Linked DNA regions of Sus scrofa: regions 2, 3, 4 and 5 are each linked to region 1. Evidence: chromatin contacts called from public Hi-C and promoter capture Hi-C data. All regions are on one chromosome and are shown on one strand. The core of a region is the stretch at or near the end of the contact, and the rest is flanking DNA. Distances in the headings are between cores, read along the strand shown.

Region 1 (2,918 bases), core at 314-2,813:
GACATATTCCTCCTTCTTCCACCCCAGCTGAAGCCTTTTGACTCACTTTTTGACCTGGGCTCCTCGACCCCACAGATCTCTCCCCTCCTGAGGCACCCCTCTCCTTCCACCCACTCTCCTAAGTTCTATATTTGTCCCCATCCCCAGGGAAAGCACTTTCCAAGTTCACTTTGGGACAGTAGGGCTCAAGTCGTGGCCCAGTCAATGCACCGGCGAGTGGAGGGTGGGGGTGGGCGAGGGAGTTGGGTCATGGGGGAAGGAAAATGCGCAAGTACCTGGGGGAAACGAGGGGTCCTGGGAATGGGATTTCAGGGCTCCCTACTTTCCCCTGTCAGCTTCCCCTGAATTGTCAGTGAACCCAATTTGCTCCGTTTTCGCCGAGGATTGTTCGCCACAGACCAGTTTTTACTCTCGTACCTAAGTGCCACACCTAACAGTAGCGCTCCCTAACCGCGGTGTGCTAGGGGAGGGGGCTGGTGTGTTGGAGTAGGTGAGTCCAAGTTCCAGGAAATCCAGCCCAGGATTTGGGAGGGAAATCCAGTCCTGGATTTTGCACCGCCTTCGCAGACAACCGTGCTGTTGGAGAGAAGGTGGGGGGGAGATAGGGTGGGGGGGCGGGGGGCCGCCTCCTCCTCACTGTGAGGGGAGCGCCCGGACACAGCGCGCATCCGGACCGAGCCAAGCCCGGCGAGCCCCCGGACTCTGCGCTCGGATCTCACGCCCCTCCCCTACCAGACCCCAGACCCGTGGGTTCCCACCCCCTCCGGCTTCCCTCCTTTCTCCCCCGCCGGCGCCTGCATCTCCATCCCCAGCATCCTCCCTGTGCCCCTGCGAATCCCCCGCACGACTAGCCCCATTAGCTCCCCACCCTCCTAAAGACCCCCTCTCCGACCCCCATCCGCGGCCCCCATCCCTTGAGTCCCTATTCCCCGCCCCTGCCTCCCCCGCACCGGTTCTTCTCCTTCAGCCTCGGATTCCTCTCTTCTGCCCCCTTTTCCTCCCTCTCCCCTATTTGCCCCCACTACAGTCCTCCCCGCCCTCCCCTGTCCATCTCAGCGCCCCCACCCAGGCCGGGGTGCAGGGTCCGGCGCGCCTCCCTGGAGCAGCACCAAGGTCCCGGGGCTCCAACGGGGTGGGGGCGCAGGGTGGGGAGCATGGGGAGGGGGCGCCCCGTGTGATGGGAGGGGGGCGCAAGCGGAGGCGGCGGAGGCGGCGGCGACAGCGGAGCCGGGCCGGGGGCTCAGCGGAGTCCGGGGGCTGGGGGCAGCGAGCAGGGCGGCCCCATGGCCGGGCCCCCCTGAGGCAGTCCGGGGGAGTCCCCTCCCCTCCCCAGCTCGGGGGTCTCGGGGCCCCATGAGCCGGGGCGCGGGCGCGCTTCAGCGCCGGACAACGACCTACCTCATCTCGCTGACCCTGGTCAAGCTCGAGTCGGTGCCTCCGCCGCCGCCTTCACCGTCTGCGGCCGCAGCCGGCGCCCCGGGGACCAGAGGTGCCGAGACCGGGGATCCTGGCAGCCCCCGAGGCGCGGAGGAGCCGGGCAAGAAGCGGCACGAACGTCTCTTCCACCGACAGGATGCGCTGTGGATCAGCACGAGCAGCGCGGGCGCCGGGGGCGCCGAGCCCCCCGCCCTGTCCCCGGCTCCGGCCAGTCCGGCCCGCCCCGTCTCCCCTGCTCCCGGCCGCCGCCTCTCCCTCTGGGCCGCTCCTCCCGGGCCCCCGCTCTCCGGGGGGTTAAGTCCCGACCCCAAGCCTGGGGGCGCCCCCACCTCCTCCCGACGCCCCCTGCTCAGCAGTCCCAGCTGGGGGGGCCCGGAACCAGAAGGCCGGGCGGGCGGCGGCGTCCCCGGCTCTTCCTCCCCGCACCCGGGCACCGGCAGCCGGAGGCTCAAGGTGGCGCCTCCTCCGCCGGCTCCCAAGCCTTGCAAGACCGTGACCACGAGTGGCGCCAAAGCCGGCGGGGGCAAGGGCGCCGGTAGCCGCCTGTCATGGCCCGAAAGCGAGGGCAAGCCCAGGGTCAAGGGGTCAAAGAGCAGCGCCGGGACTGGAGCTTCTGCCGCTGCCGCTGCTGCCACCGCCGCCGCCGCCGCCGGGGGAGGGGGAGCGGCAGCCACGACCTCTGGTGGGGTCGGGGCTGGGCCTGGAGCCCGAGGGAAGTTGTCCCCTCGGAAAGGCAAGAGTAAGACCTTGGACAACAGTGACTTGCACCCAGGACCGCCGGCCGGCTCTCCTCCTCCGCTAACAGTCCCAGCAACTCTGACTCCAGCTACCGCTGTCACCGCCGCCTCCGCGATGCCCACTGGGCCTGCACCTCCAATCACTCTGGAGCCTCCAGCTCCCGGGCTGAAACGGGGCCGGGAGGGGGGCCGTGCATCCACTCGAGATCGCAAGATGCTCAAGTTTATCAGCGGCATCTTTACCAAGAGCACAGGGGGGCCTCCTGGCTCCGGGCCCCCTCCCGGACCCTCGATCTTGTCTTCTGGCAGCGGGTCCAGGGAGCTGTTGGGCGCAGAGCTCCGCGCCTCCCCTAGTGAGTAGGACCAGGGCCTGAGAACAGGGAGGGGAGGGCACCTGGAATGCTCAGCCTGGGTTAGGGGAGCACTGTGAAGGTTTGACTTCGAAAAGCTTCTTTCTTGGGTGGGTGGCTGAACCAGACTCACTGACAAGGACTGGGGCGAAGGGTAAGAGGTCTTGGAGGGGGTGAGTTGACCTGGTGCCACATAAGAGAAGACCTGATTTCAGAGGGACTCTGAGCTTTCTGGGAGAATAGTGCCCTTGGTCAGAGTGACTGTAGGAAATTGCTCCCAGAGAAACCCCAGACCCTACTTCCGACCTCAACTGGACTCTGGGAGCCTGGGGAAAGGGCTTTGCCTGCCCAGAGAAACACTGAAGGTGAAAGGGATGAGGAAGCCTCAGTTTCT
Region 2 (2,918 bases), core at 181-2,680, 220 kb after region 1:
ATCATACTGTGAAATCCAAAAGTCTGAAAACTGTTCATGAAGGGACTAAAAGCACAGAGTGCCCGCAGACATAGGGCTACTAAGTGCTTATTTATGAACTTGAGATTGAATAGCCAGATTTGAAAAACATAAATAGGATGCCCAATCAAATCTGAATTTCAGATAAAACACTAATAATTTGTCTGTGTGTGTTAGTATGTCCAAAATATCATATGGGACATAATTTATATTGAAAAAACTATTAGTTGTGTATCTGAAATTCTAACTTAACTAGGCGTCCTGTATTTTATCTGACATCCCTAACCTGAGAAGTTTACTTAACTTTTTCGGTCCTAATATGACTAAACCTTTACCAAATTTTACTTCTTGTTTTGAAGCCCTGGCTGTGCCACAGCATGCCTAGTTATTTTTATCTAGTCACTTAATTTCTAGGAGTCCACATTTATTCAACTGAAAAGAAAATATTATAAAAGCGTTTTTACAGAATTTATGTAAAAATGAAAGAAAATAAGTTGTATGAAGTAACTCTCAAGGCGCGTTATTGTCGGTCCCCACCCAAGCCAGGTCAGCCAAGACTACACATCCCACAATCCTAGGAGGCGTTTCCCCGCCATTACCTCATTCCCTGGCCTTGTTCTCGCCAATCCCTGCTTTTCCAGGGGTGGGGTAGCGGGCTGTTCTCGCGACTTTTGCTTTACCCTCCCTCTGTATTACCCCTGTCGCGAGACTTCCTACTCCTCCGCCTCCTCCGCCGCTCCCTTTGCGGCCGCCTTAACCTGGACCCGGACCCAGCCTCTCCCTTACCCGAACACCGGCCCCGGCTCCACCGAGGCCCCGGTCCCCCAACCCCGCCTCGCCGCCGCCATGGCGGACCCTAAATACGCCGACCTTCCCGGCATTGTGAGTACACGGCCGGCCCCGGCTCCCCAGGACCCCGCCTCCGACCTCCTAAGGACCCCCAACAGACACCAACCCGTGACCCTTCCCGCCTGCAACCCTTCTTCCGCCCCAAGGGCTCCCGCCGCTCTCTCCCCGACCGTCCTCAGCGCCCTCCGGACTCCTCCGACCCGACTGGGTCGGGCCATGGGAGGGCCTACAAGGCCCCTTTCTGGCAGTCGCCGGTGTCTCCACCCAGAAATGGTCTCCGGGCACTTAGCGCTGTGCCCGAATGTTTCTGCCATCCGTGTCAGCACCACCCGTACCTCCCCACATCTTCCCATGAGCCCCCGCCATTCCCCACCCTGGACACACATACCAGGCCATTTGGTGATGGCCTTCACCCGGCGAGAGTGAAGAGGGTACCATGACAGAACCCCTCTTGTGCCAGATGGAGAACTCTGTCCTCTGAGAACCTCCACCCTAACGCCCGCACGTGCCAACACATACCCTCCCTTTGTGCTGCCCTGCTGGCACTCGGGGTGGGGGTTGGGATAAGACCTTGGGTACTAAGGTCCTGAGTCACTCTGAACCCTTGTGCTAAGGTAATGGTGTACAGGGCCTGATTTGAGCATAGCATTTCTGCTTCTGACATAATGATTGCGGAGGACCCGCCCCCCTTCAGATTCAGGGTAACATCTCTGTCATCACCTACACTCACCATTTACCCTCAGATCCCTCTAAGACATGGGAACTGACCTGCAGTTCATCGGGCAGGTGAAAAAGAAGGGGGGCAGAATCCTGCCCTCACAGTCTGCCTTCTGTGTTAACTTGTTCAAGTGTTGTGGGGTCAGGGGTGTTGGTGGGTGCTGGGTAGTGAGGTTGGGTGGTCCTTGCTTCTACCTGCAGGCCAGGAACGAGCCAGATGTTTATGAAACCAGCGACCTGCCTGAGGATGACCAAGCGGAGTTTGATGCGGTAAGACCATGTGCTGCCTCAGGACTCCTCTGGACTGACTTCTCCTCCCTAGGCAGGCCCTTTCCCTTTTCTGGCGAACAACCAGCAATAAGCGGGTATGCCAACCCAGTCCGGGTGGTATTTAGGTTGCAGGGCTTATAATTGAGCAATGCCTGGAAGAAGGGTCAGGTCAGTGGAATTAAAGGTAAAAGACCTGCTACTTTGGCTTTTTAAATAAAATTTATATGTCTCAAAACAGGTTGGGGGCTGGTGCTCGGCCATAGTAGTGAATCATGAAGCCTGAGTACTTAGAAACTTCTTGAGGTTAAGACCTAGGTCTTCTGTTTCATACAATATATCACTCGGTATATGTTCATTAGTATCCTACCAAGAGCTAGACCTTGAAGTATGGAGGAATACTCTTTCATGAGAATATCCAGTAGCCATTGGGCAAAGAGCAAGAAAATGAATTGGAGATTTTAGGAAGATAAGGGACCTGGTCAGAGCAAAAGACATTTGAGGAGGAACATAAATCTGTTGTATCAGCCGAGGAGAGACCCTGGTAGCAGTTTAAGATCCAGGAACCCTGAGCAGGAAGGAATTACCTATGGGCAATATTAACCATTAGGGAAACCACTTGGCATTTTTTATTGCATGTGTTCATTCTATGTTGATTTTTGTGCACAGCCAAGGAAAAAATGTCCCTGCCCTCAAAAATCCCCCAGACTAATGGGAGAGTTAGGAAACATGGAAGAAAAAATTGAATGAAATCAACATAGTAAAAACTCTATATGTAAGTGCCAAGGGGAGCAAAGATCTCTTACAACGTCTCATAGGATGTGTTTGAGGTTCTGTTATTTCCACGGAGATCTGGGCTAGGTTTACATCGATGGGGTGAGATCTCAATTAAGTTGTCACCAAGAGTCAGTGGGAATAGGCTCAGTATGTGTGTCTGTAAGTCCTGTGGCTATGTCTGTGGGGCTGGGTAGTTCTGGAGAATGCTGGTTGCTGGCTTATAATGTATGGCTTGGCGTACTCACTTATTCCTTATTTGATTTCCCCGATGTGGAAGTGGTTCCTACTTT
Region 3 (2,918 bases), core at 179-2,678, 180 kb after region 1:
AAGTTGAATTTTTAAAATATCGCCTGTCACATTCAAAGTCACCGCATCTCTTGAACTCTAGATCTGGGGGAAGGGGGGGGGGCAGTAGCTGTGCTTGCCTCACCTGAGGTATAGTCAGGAAAGAAGATGCACTGGCCTCTTGGGCCTCCTCCTGATTCCCAGGCCATACCATCTACAGCAGTTTCCTGCTTCTAAAGTTTTACCACCATAGTATCCCCAGGACCAGAGCTCCTGAGCCATCTCTTTGGTCAAAGATGACCCCCACTTACACCAAATACCATTACTCCAGCCCGCAATGGATTGCCTTTAAGACCAAAGCCTTAAAAGCAAATATATATTAAGTCCCCAGTCAATGCCACCCCTGGGTTCAGGGCAGTAGCTTTTCTGAAATGCCTGTACCTCTGTAAGGGAAGGTATGGGACATGCAGGATTAGAACGTCCAGGAAGCCTGGGGCTTCTCCTCAAAGCCAAAGTTCCAAAGTCCAGGACAGCGACCCAGAAAGCAAGGTGCAAAGGAGAGTGACGACCAGCTCCCTCACGACCAGCTCCCCTCCCCGCTCCCCTTCTATATTCACACTCTCACCGGCGTCCTCACCACCACCAACCCAGAAGAGCTACTCCCCCTAAAGTCCTTCCGGATGCAGCCGGGTCCAGGCCGGTCGCCCTGACCTGGGGCTGAGGCTGTAACTGGCAGGAAAAAGGCAGGGAGCTGGATTTCAGGTGGGGAAGATAGAACCTCAACGGAGGAGTAAAGGGCGCAGGGAGAGACAAAAGTCTACGTTCAGGAAAAGAAAAAAAAAAAGTCTAGAGCGAAATGGTACGCTGGGAGAACACCTCAGGGTAGGTGGGCAAGGACCAGAACAGCCCGAGGAAAACGTGCAGCGCGAGGGGCTCCGGAGGCGGGAGCCAGGAAACAGGTACGCCCGGAGGAGCAGGAGCTAAGGGGTTCGGACTGGGCAGCGGTGGGGCCAGGGCCGAGTCTCACCGAGTGGGCTACACCCCACAGGAACACGCCCACCAGCGGGTCGGCCGCCCGGAACACCTTCACCTTCTGCTGCACGAAATGTTTCTTCTTGGTTTTGGAGGCGAAGCCAAAGCCCGTGCCGGGGGCCGCTGTCGCCGCCGGTATAGTGGCCGGCGGGACTGAAGAGGACGCCATAGTCTCCGGCGCACTCTACCGAGTGAAAGCCGGAGCCGGTCGCGATGCGAGCGCCCGACCCCGGAAGCGGCGCTCACCTGCGCCTCTGTCATGTGACCGGAGGCTGGCCCGCAGGCGCGCGAGCCGGGCGGGGCGGGCCGACTCCGCCCTCCTGGCGCCCGCCCGCCTGCGCAGAAGGTGGGCTCACCTGGCGCCGGGGAAGGCGCGCGGAAACCTGGTACCCTGATCGCTGTTAGCAGTGCGGAGGCCCAGGCCGGTCACCCAGGCGATGGGGATGCCGTCTGGGCCAGCCTGATTAACCGCCCAGTCGAGGGCTTCTTTGCTGCAAAGTCGCCGCCTTCCGGTTTTGCCCAGTTTCTGGGAATAACCTACCGCCTGAGGCTAACCCGAAAGGATTACTTTACGAAGAGAATCCCCTAAGTGGTTTTTGTGCTTTTAGAAGGACCACTCAAGCATCGCTCTGGAGGGTGACCAGAGTATTGCAACAGTGTAGGCACCAGATGAGGAACTAAAACAGTGGCTATTGGGATGCAAACTATTGCCTTTGCAATGGATAAGCAATGAGATCTTGCTATATAGCACTGGGAACTATATCTAGTCATTTATGATGGAGCATGATGGAGGAAAATGTGAGAAAACGAATGTATATATGTATGTGTAACTGGGTCACTTTGCTGTACAGTAGAAAATTGACACAACACTGTGATCCAACTATAATGGAAAAAATAAAAATCATTAAATAAATAAAACAAACAATGGCTATTGGGTTGGGAAAAAGGGGATGGCATATAAAGGTATATAGTTTGATGTCAATTTGGAAAATTCCTAGTGGATTGGGATTTGCAGGAAAGGGAGATGTTGAGAAGAAATCTGACTTTTGGCAAAGGCGAAGAATGATGGCAGTGAAGAAAAGGAGCAGTTTTAGTGAAAACATTAGTTCAATTTGGAATGTGTTTGAGGTGCCTGAGGGCAGCTGGACATATGGGCCTAGTGTTCAGCAGAATGGTCTAGGCTGGAGATACAGACTTAATTATTGTCCACGAATCTGTGTGGATGACAACTCCCAAGGGAGAGCAAGGAGAGACCAAGAGCTGAACCCTGGTATAAACCAGGGAGAAGACTGCAAAGGGGTGGCCAGAGAAGTAAAAGGGCCAGGAGAGCAGGGTCACAAAAGCTAAGGAAGTTGAGTTTCAAGAGAGGAAGGAATGGAGAGCAGTGTCAGATGTCATGGAGAGGTGAGGCAAGACGAGGATGGAGAACTGCCCAGTGTCTTTGGCAACTAGTGACCTTTGGAACACATTTTCAGTAGAGCCAGAGCCAGATCAAGGCGGGCTGAGGGATGAATGGGAGATAAAGAAGTGGGGAGGAGGCGCTTGGGACTTTTTTAGGAAGTTGGGTTGTGAGAAAACAAGGTGGGTAGTGAGTGGCTTATAGAGAAACATGCTGTAAAACACACTTTTAAGGGAGACCTTACCAAGGGGTAGGGAGAAATCGTTGATACAGAAGTTAACAAAGAAGATGCAAACTGCCCAAGTCGGCATCACTTTTAGTTGTTTTATATATTGGTGAATATATATGTGTAAGTATCTCAAAAATGAAGGATCTAGAAGGGACTTGATTTAGTCCAGGAAAGGGAGATTTATCACTTGTCAGAAGGGAGAAAGGAAAGGATCTGTGCAGACAGAGGTAAGTGTGTAGGTGTGTGTGTAGCGGGGGGATGAGGAATCTTATGCTCAATCATCTTCATTTCTCCTGTAAA
Region 4 (2,918 bases), core at 265-2,764, 160 kb after region 1:
GTTCCCGCCCCAATTCCCCCTCCCCCAGGCACCACCACGTTCCCGCTCCACGTCCCCAGCGCCTCCGCCCCTCCTCTCCAGCCTGGGCTCCCCTGTCCCGGGTTCCCCCTCCCTCCTGTATCTCGGGCTGCGGAGCACGGGGGTGGGGGTTGAACGCGGCGGCGGGGTCTACCAGGGTCGCCCCTCGGCCTCTGCGGCGGAGAAGAGGGCAGCGAATGGGGCCTTGGCCTGTGCGAAGATGTCCTGGGGTCGGGATTGCCCCTAGCCGCGCAGGGGTGGACAAGACCCCCCAGTAGGGGTTGCGGGGATGGAGAGCTTTTGTGCAGAACACAGCCCAGGTGCCGCCCTCTCGCCGGACCCTTCTCTCCTCCAGGCCCTGGGACTCCAGCTGAGGCTAATCACCAATTAAGGCGAAGTCCTGGAGCCTGAGCTGGCCAGGGGCCAGGGGTGGGGCGCGGGGAACACTACGCCAGCGGGGGCTCGGGACCCGCTGAGGTGGGGGACACACAACGGACTAGAGGGCGAGAAGAAGCGTGGAGATCTGAGTGTTTAGACGGGTCTCATGCCAATTAGATGCAAACCTTTATGCTAATAAGAGCAGTATAGTTTTGAATTCGCCACTTGGCGTTGGATGGCAAACTGCGCCCCACCCCACCCACAGCTTCTTACCGGGCAGCCGAGCCCAGGCGGGGACCTCACGTTCGCGCTCCCCTCTCTGATCCCTCTGATCCCTCTCCGTACAGATAGACTCTGGTTCGGCCGCTCCTGGCCCTAGGGGGCTTCTCTTGGGGGGCTGCGGGGACAATGATGGTAAGGAAACCGCCCTCCAAGCCCGGCCTGGACCTCCCGCCTCCCCTTCTCCCTCCTGTCAAAATCCACTTTGTTATAAAAGGGTCGCCAAGGCTAGGGTGGAGGAAGCAGTTCACCCGGAACGTGCCTATGGTCTTCTTAATGGAACTCTTGGATTCCTGCGACTGTCCCGCAGAATTCTTGCTTGCGGGTAAATTGAGTTGTGGGGTGCAGCCATCCTGAAGCCCCTTAAAGAGACCCCCGAGCCCACCATGGTCCCCCTTTCTTACCCACTCCTGCCCGGGTAGGGCGCATGCGCGCAGCATGCCCCCCATAACCCCCAGTATCCGGTCAGTGCGGCCAGGGGCGGGGCGGTCCGGGGGCTTCATGCTGGACCCCTACCCTCCTCCAAGTTTCAGAGCCGAGGGGGCGCGGAAGCTGGGGGGGCTCTGAGGCCTGCGTGCGTCCGGGGAGTTGCCGCTGCCGAATCCGCCCCCCGCCCGGCTCCGCCCCCACTCCCACCCCAGCCAAACTTTTCAAAAGGGGTAGGGTTGTTCTTTTCTCTACAACTGTAATTCCACAACAAACAAACCCTCTTAATCGTGACTCCAACGTCGAAGCACGATCCAGGGCTTCGCAGTGTTATCTTGGAGCCCACTAAGTACATGCCGTTTTCCCAGGCCCTCTGGAAGCAGAGAGCTTGGGTGGACACACAGGGAGTTCCCGATCACCACTCCCTACTCCTTCTCAGCAGGGTCCGGCTCCCCTCCCCATTCCTGACCCGCCCCACAGAGCAGAACGGGTGTGGCATAGAGAGTTGCATATTTTACTTTATTTTTATTAAATTAAAAGCTACAGTCTGGCGGCGATTCCAGAACAGGGTAAGGAGGCTCCTTATAGGGGGCAGAGAAAAGCGGGAGAGAAAGACCAACAGAGACAGAGACACAGGAGAGAAAGGACAAGGTTAAGGTAGAAGGGGAACTGTTTCTGAAGAACACACAGGGCCGGCTCCTTGGGGGCTCACAGCAGCCCGGTTCCCCTCCCCTGCACAGAAGTTCAGCAGTGGAGCAGTATGTGGGAGTTGGGGCGGGGGTTCAAGAGACCCTTCCCTCCCCACCCAGGTCCTCTCTCAGCTTAGTCACTGGAGCACAGCACATACCAGAAAAAGCCAAGGGCAGTGGAGGGGGCAGGGAGACTGGGAGTATGTACACCGGGAGGAGGGGAGCAGAGCCTAGGATGTCAGCCTCTGCCAGAAAGGAGTGGCTCACACTGCACTGAAGCACTCGGCCTGTGGGGGGCTGGGGAAGGGATGGCCCCTCCCTCTCAGACCGCCTTCCCCAGCAGGACCATCCCCTACTAGCGTGGTGAGGGGGGCAGAGGGAGAGAGAACAGAGGCTTCCGTTGGGTCCTACTGGAGGAGAACAGCAGGGGCCTCACAAGGGGGATGTCCTTCAGTCATCGGTGATGCCCTTGGCTCTCAGCTCCTCTTGCACCCGGGTCAGGTAAGTGGGGTCCGGGTACCCAAACCTGGGAGCAAAGAGAAACGAGGGTCAGGGTTAGCTGTTCAGGCTTTTCATAACCCCAAGCTCACCTTCCTCCTGGTGCCCCATCCTAGCCCCTGCCCTCCTCCCATAAGGTTACCCAAACCCAAGATAACTGAGCCTAATTCTGCTTATTTTTGTAGGCTAAGCGGGGCACATCAGGATCAGGCTGAAGAGAGGAGAAACTGGGATGGAAGAGATGGTTGAATAGTTTGGGTGTGGTCCTCTCCAGTTTAGGAGGTTCCCAAAGAGAGGGGCTTCCCCAGGTTGGAAATGGAGAAAAGGGGAGGAGCCAAGAGAAGGGAAGAAGGAGTGTCGCACAGCTGGGGTCCCCCTGTGCAGCTGGTCTTGTGGTGGATGTCGTTCCAGGTGATGACATTCGGTCTCCCTGTGGTCATGGACGTGCCAATAGTGAAGGTGAGACGCTGGTCAAATGCCTTGCGGAACAGGGTCAGCACCTTGTTGCCCTCAGGGCAGTCCGGGAGGTAGGCCACCCGTGTGGTGCCAGGATACCGAACTCCTGGGTTTGGGTGTTCAGCCTGGGGTTGGGAGACAGAGTGGGCAGTGAGCAGCTGGGCATCTTAAGGC
Region 5 (2,918 bases), core at 160-2,659, 130 kb after region 1:
CTGTGATGTTGTAGGTCAGCTGCTACAGCTCCGATTTGACCCCCTAGCCTGGGAACCCCCATATGTAGTGGGTATGGCCCTAAAAAGACAAAAGAAAAAAAAATAGGGAAAAAAAGAAATGCTCCAAAATAACCAAGGGCAGAGGGAATGGCCAAAATTTTTAAAGATCAGCATTTTAAATGTTACTAGATTGGCCAATTGCCAATTGCTCTAAGTTGTACCAATTTACACTCACAACAACATATGTATGACAGTGGCTCTTTCTCCAAACACTTGGCCAATCCGTTGGATAGCAAAGTCTTTGGTCCTTACTAATTTGGTAATCAAAAAACATTTCACTGTTATTCTAATTTGCATTTTATTTATTATGAATAAGGTTAAGTACATTTTCATATATTCAAAAGCCATTTTCACTTTTTCTGTCAACTGCCTAATCATGATTTTTGTCCATTTCAGGGTGGTTTATCAAAATGTTTTAGAGCTCTTAAGAAAAGCAATCTTCATCTGTTGTACATATTGCAAATATTTTTTCAGTTTGCCACTTCTCTCTCAATTTCTTATAGAAATTCCTTCATCCAAGTTTTTTATACAGGCAAATTTTTTTTAATTTTTTGCTTTTTAGGGCCTCACCCACAGCATATAGAGATTTCCAGGCTAGGGGTCCAATGGGAGCTACAGCTGCAGGCCTATGCCACAGCCACAGCAACGCAGGATCCGAGCAGCATCTTCGACCTACAACCACAGCTCATCCCAAAGCCAGATCCTTAATCCACTGAGTGAGGCCAAGGATAGAACCCACAACTTCATGGTTCCTAGTTGGGTTCGGTTCTGCTGGGCCACGATGGGAACTCCTACAGGCAAATATATTAATACTTCCTTTTATATCTTGCTTAGAGATCTCTTCCCCACTCCAAGATTATAAAAAGCAGACTCCACGATTTTACTATTTTTTGTGGTTTCATTTTTAAAACTAAAGTATTTGATAAATTGGGAATTTATTTTGGTGTAAAGAGGCTGAGAATCCCACTTTCCCCCCAGCTGATTTGTCACTTCTTTGTACACAATTCATCCAATAATTCATCCTTCCCTCCCCCGGCCCCCACATTTTCATTATGTTGTACATTTCCTATATCTTTTTCTCTATTAAACAGTGACAAATCTTTTATTAGAACCATGGAACCACAGAACTCAGGGCAGCATCAGGAATCCAGATGCAAGAAAGGGAGTCTATGGTCTGCAGCTTGCACACAAAACTACAACTACAAGCCACTGCTTGGGATTTCCTTCCTCTGGCAACAGTGAGCAGTCAGAAGAAGCAGGCAGGCCCTTGAACTGAGTGTTTGTTAGATCATTGAGTGTTTTTAGATAATGGGGGGGCGGGGCGGTGAGGGAGGGCCGGGGGAGGTGAGGATGGGAGGAAGGCTGTGAACCTGTCTTTGTTAGCCAGAGTCTATTTTCCAAGGTCTTCTCTGGCTTCCTTCTCTAACTACCCAAATCTTCCTTGAAATGGGGTTACAGGGCGTCTCCGCCCCACCTCTTCCCAAAGCCCTTATCTCTTGTCCTTGGTCACAGTCTCAAGGAGGGGGCGGCTCGGAAGGAAGAGGGAATGGGAGTGACTGGGATTTGGGGCAGACGGATGAGGTGCCAGGGTTCGGAAGCGAAGAGCTGGGAGTGGGAGGGCGTGGAGAGAAGAATCTTCGCGCCGCGCCGCGCCGGCTTCGCGCCCCCGCAATGTCCTCGGCGCCCAACAGAAGGCGCCCCGGCGCTCGCCTTCTCCTCTCGTAGCCGGATCCTCCGCCGCAACCAGCCTGGGAGCCCAGCCGCGCGGCGCCGCGATCGGAAGAGCCGGGCGGCGGCCCGAGCCCTCCTGGCCCAGCAAGTGGGACAGGGTGCCGAGGAGCCCAAGCTCTGTTCCCGGGCCTGGGGTACAGCGGTTTCTCGGCTCCGACCCCACCCCCCGCAGGAAACGCCCAGAGCCACCCCAGCGCCGCGGTCTACAAAGCCGGGAAAGTCCGAAGGCGGGAGGGGTCGGGCGCACTCGGGAGGCAGGAGGATCCCCCTCAATCTCAGGCTCACGCCCGACTCCCCCATCAGGCCGCCTCCAGCCTCATGAGGACGCCCAGGCGGGGTCTGAGAGCCTGGAGCAGCCTGGACCGAAATCTTGCGGCGGCCTTAGAGCGTTAGACAGGTCAGTGCCGGGGCGGGATGAGGGGCCGAGCTGGAGGCGGGAGGAGGCGCGCACGCTGGTCCACCTTGTCCCCCGCCCAGCTTCCCCATTCCATTCACCGGGTCACCTCCGCCAGAGCCACCTAATAGCTTGGGCGTGATTCTGCATTTTTCATGACAGGCAAGGTATGGCGCTGCCCTCTGCAGCCCACTCGGGGCCAGGTGATGCTCGAACTGAAGGGTTGGGGTGGGGGATGAGCGGGCCAGGGGAGGCGACGGGTTCGGGGACAGCCGCTGTTCTAATAAAGCGATGCTCTTCTACTCATGAGCCTCCGCGTCGAGACCACTACATCCAAAGGTCTCTGGCTTCAAGATGCCGGGCCTCAGGCGTGAGAGGAAAGCGAGATGCGGGAGAGGGCGAGAAGAAAGGAGGCCGGGAGACCCGAGGCCCGGGGAGTGAGGGGAGGGGGACGCGGGTACCGATTCGCTATGCAAATCCTGGCGCGCGAGCTGTGGAGAGCGCCCCGGGGGGCCGGCGGGTGCCTCCAAAACCGCGGAAGCCGAGGGTCCCAGCCCACCCCTTCCCTTTCCCCCCATTATCACCCTCCCACCCTACCGCCCACCCAGGATGCGGCTGGGCCGCCGGGCCCTCTGTATGCTGGTCCTGCTGCTCGCCTGCGCCTCGCTGGGGCTCCTGTATGCGAGCACCCGGGTCGCGCCGGGCCTCCAGGCACCTCTTGCGCTGTGGACGC

The links. Promoter capture Hi-C pulls out the DNA fragments that hold promoters and counts their contacts. Hi-C and Micro-C count contacts between places; a contact is called where the count stands out from the background.
Region 2: a contact with region 1 is called in a promoter capture Hi-C map of fetal skeletal muscle, with 6 times the contacts expected there. The contact joins the promoter of KIF5A here to the promoter of TSPAN31 in region 1. A contact is called at or near these places in 2 of 5 promoter capture datasets (fetal liver and fetal skeletal muscle), 1 of 47 Hi-C or Micro-C datasets (fibroblasts) and 1 of 2 datasets of contacts at active chromatin or transcription factors (alveolar macrophages).
Region 3: a contact with region 1 is called in a Hi-C map of mesenteric adipose tissue, with 1.8 times the contacts expected there. The contact joins the promoter of PIP4K2C here to the promoter of TSPAN31 in region 1. A contact is called at or near these places in 4 of 5 promoter capture datasets (fetal liver, fetal skeletal muscle and liver), 9 of 47 Hi-C or Micro-C datasets (alveolar macrophages, embryonic fibroblasts, fetal heart ventricle and 4 more) and 2 of 2 datasets of contacts at active chromatin or transcription factors (alveolar macrophages and skeletal muscle).
Region 4: a promoter capture Hi-C map of fetal skeletal muscle shows a contact between it and region 1, with 4 times the contacts expected there. The contact joins the promoter of ARHGEF25 here to the promoter of TSPAN31 in region 1. A contact is called at or near these places in 2 of 5 promoter capture datasets (fetal skeletal muscle and liver), 6 of 47 Hi-C or Micro-C datasets (alveolar macrophages, embryonic fibroblasts, epiblast stem cells and 2 more) and 2 of 2 datasets of contacts at active chromatin or transcription factors (alveolar macrophages and skeletal muscle).
Region 5: a Hi-C map of skeletal muscle shows a contact between it and region 1, with 4 times the contacts expected there. The contact joins the promoter of B4GALNT1 here to the promoter of TSPAN31 in region 1. A contact is called at or near these places in 1 of 5 promoter capture datasets (liver), 17 of 47 Hi-C or Micro-C datasets (alveolar macrophages, blood, brain and 10 more) and 2 of 2 datasets of contacts at active chromatin or transcription factors (alveolar macrophages and skeletal muscle).

The regions. Positions count from the first base shown.
Region 1 is chr5:23,027,970-23,030,887 of Sscrofa11.1, reverse strand. TSPAN31 (tetraspanin-31) reads right to left here and starts at 1,563. Exons shown (of 6, transcript XM_021091896.1): 1 at 1,399-1,563. The region is part of intron 1 of AGAP2 (arf-GAP with GTPase, ANK repeat and PH domain-containing protein 2); the gene reads left to right.
Region 2 is chr5:22,812,129-22,815,046 of Sscrofa11.1, reverse strand. KIF5A (kinesin heavy chain) reads right to left here and starts at 1,430. Exons shown (of 30, transcript XM_021091865.1): 1 at 1,256-1,430. It overlaps DCTN2 (dynactin subunit 2), which reads left to right and starts at 689. Exons shown (of 14, transcript XM_021091881.1): 1 at 689-900; 2 at 1,786-1,854. The coding sequence starts at 865.
Region 3 is chr5:22,852,652-22,855,569 of Sscrofa11.1, reverse strand. It overlaps PIP4K2C (phosphatidylinositol 5-phosphate 4-kinase type-2 gamma), which reads right to left and starts at 1,428. Exons shown (of 11, transcript XM_021091878.1): 1 at 986-1,428. The coding sequence starts at 1,159.
Region 4 is chr5:22,872,098-22,875,015 of Sscrofa11.1, reverse strand. It overlaps ARHGEF25 (rho guanine nucleotide exchange factor 25), which reads right to left and starts at 1,514. Exons shown (of 16, transcript XM_021091874.1): 1 at 1,382-1,514; 2 at 670-793. The coding sequence starts at 1,456. DTX3 (probable E3 ubiquitin-protein ligase DTX3) reads right to left here. Exons shown (of 6, transcript XM_013997672.2): 5 at 2,652-2,869; 6 at 1,603-2,316. The coding sequence ends at 2,241.
Region 5 is chr5:22,895,877-22,898,794 of Sscrofa11.1, reverse strand. B4GALNT1 (beta-1,4 N-acetylgalactosaminyltransferase 1) reads left to right here and starts at 1,409. Exons shown (of 12, transcript XM_021091871.1): 1 at 1,409-1,925; 2 at 2,095-2,188; 3 at 2,794-2,918. The coding sequence starts at 1,607.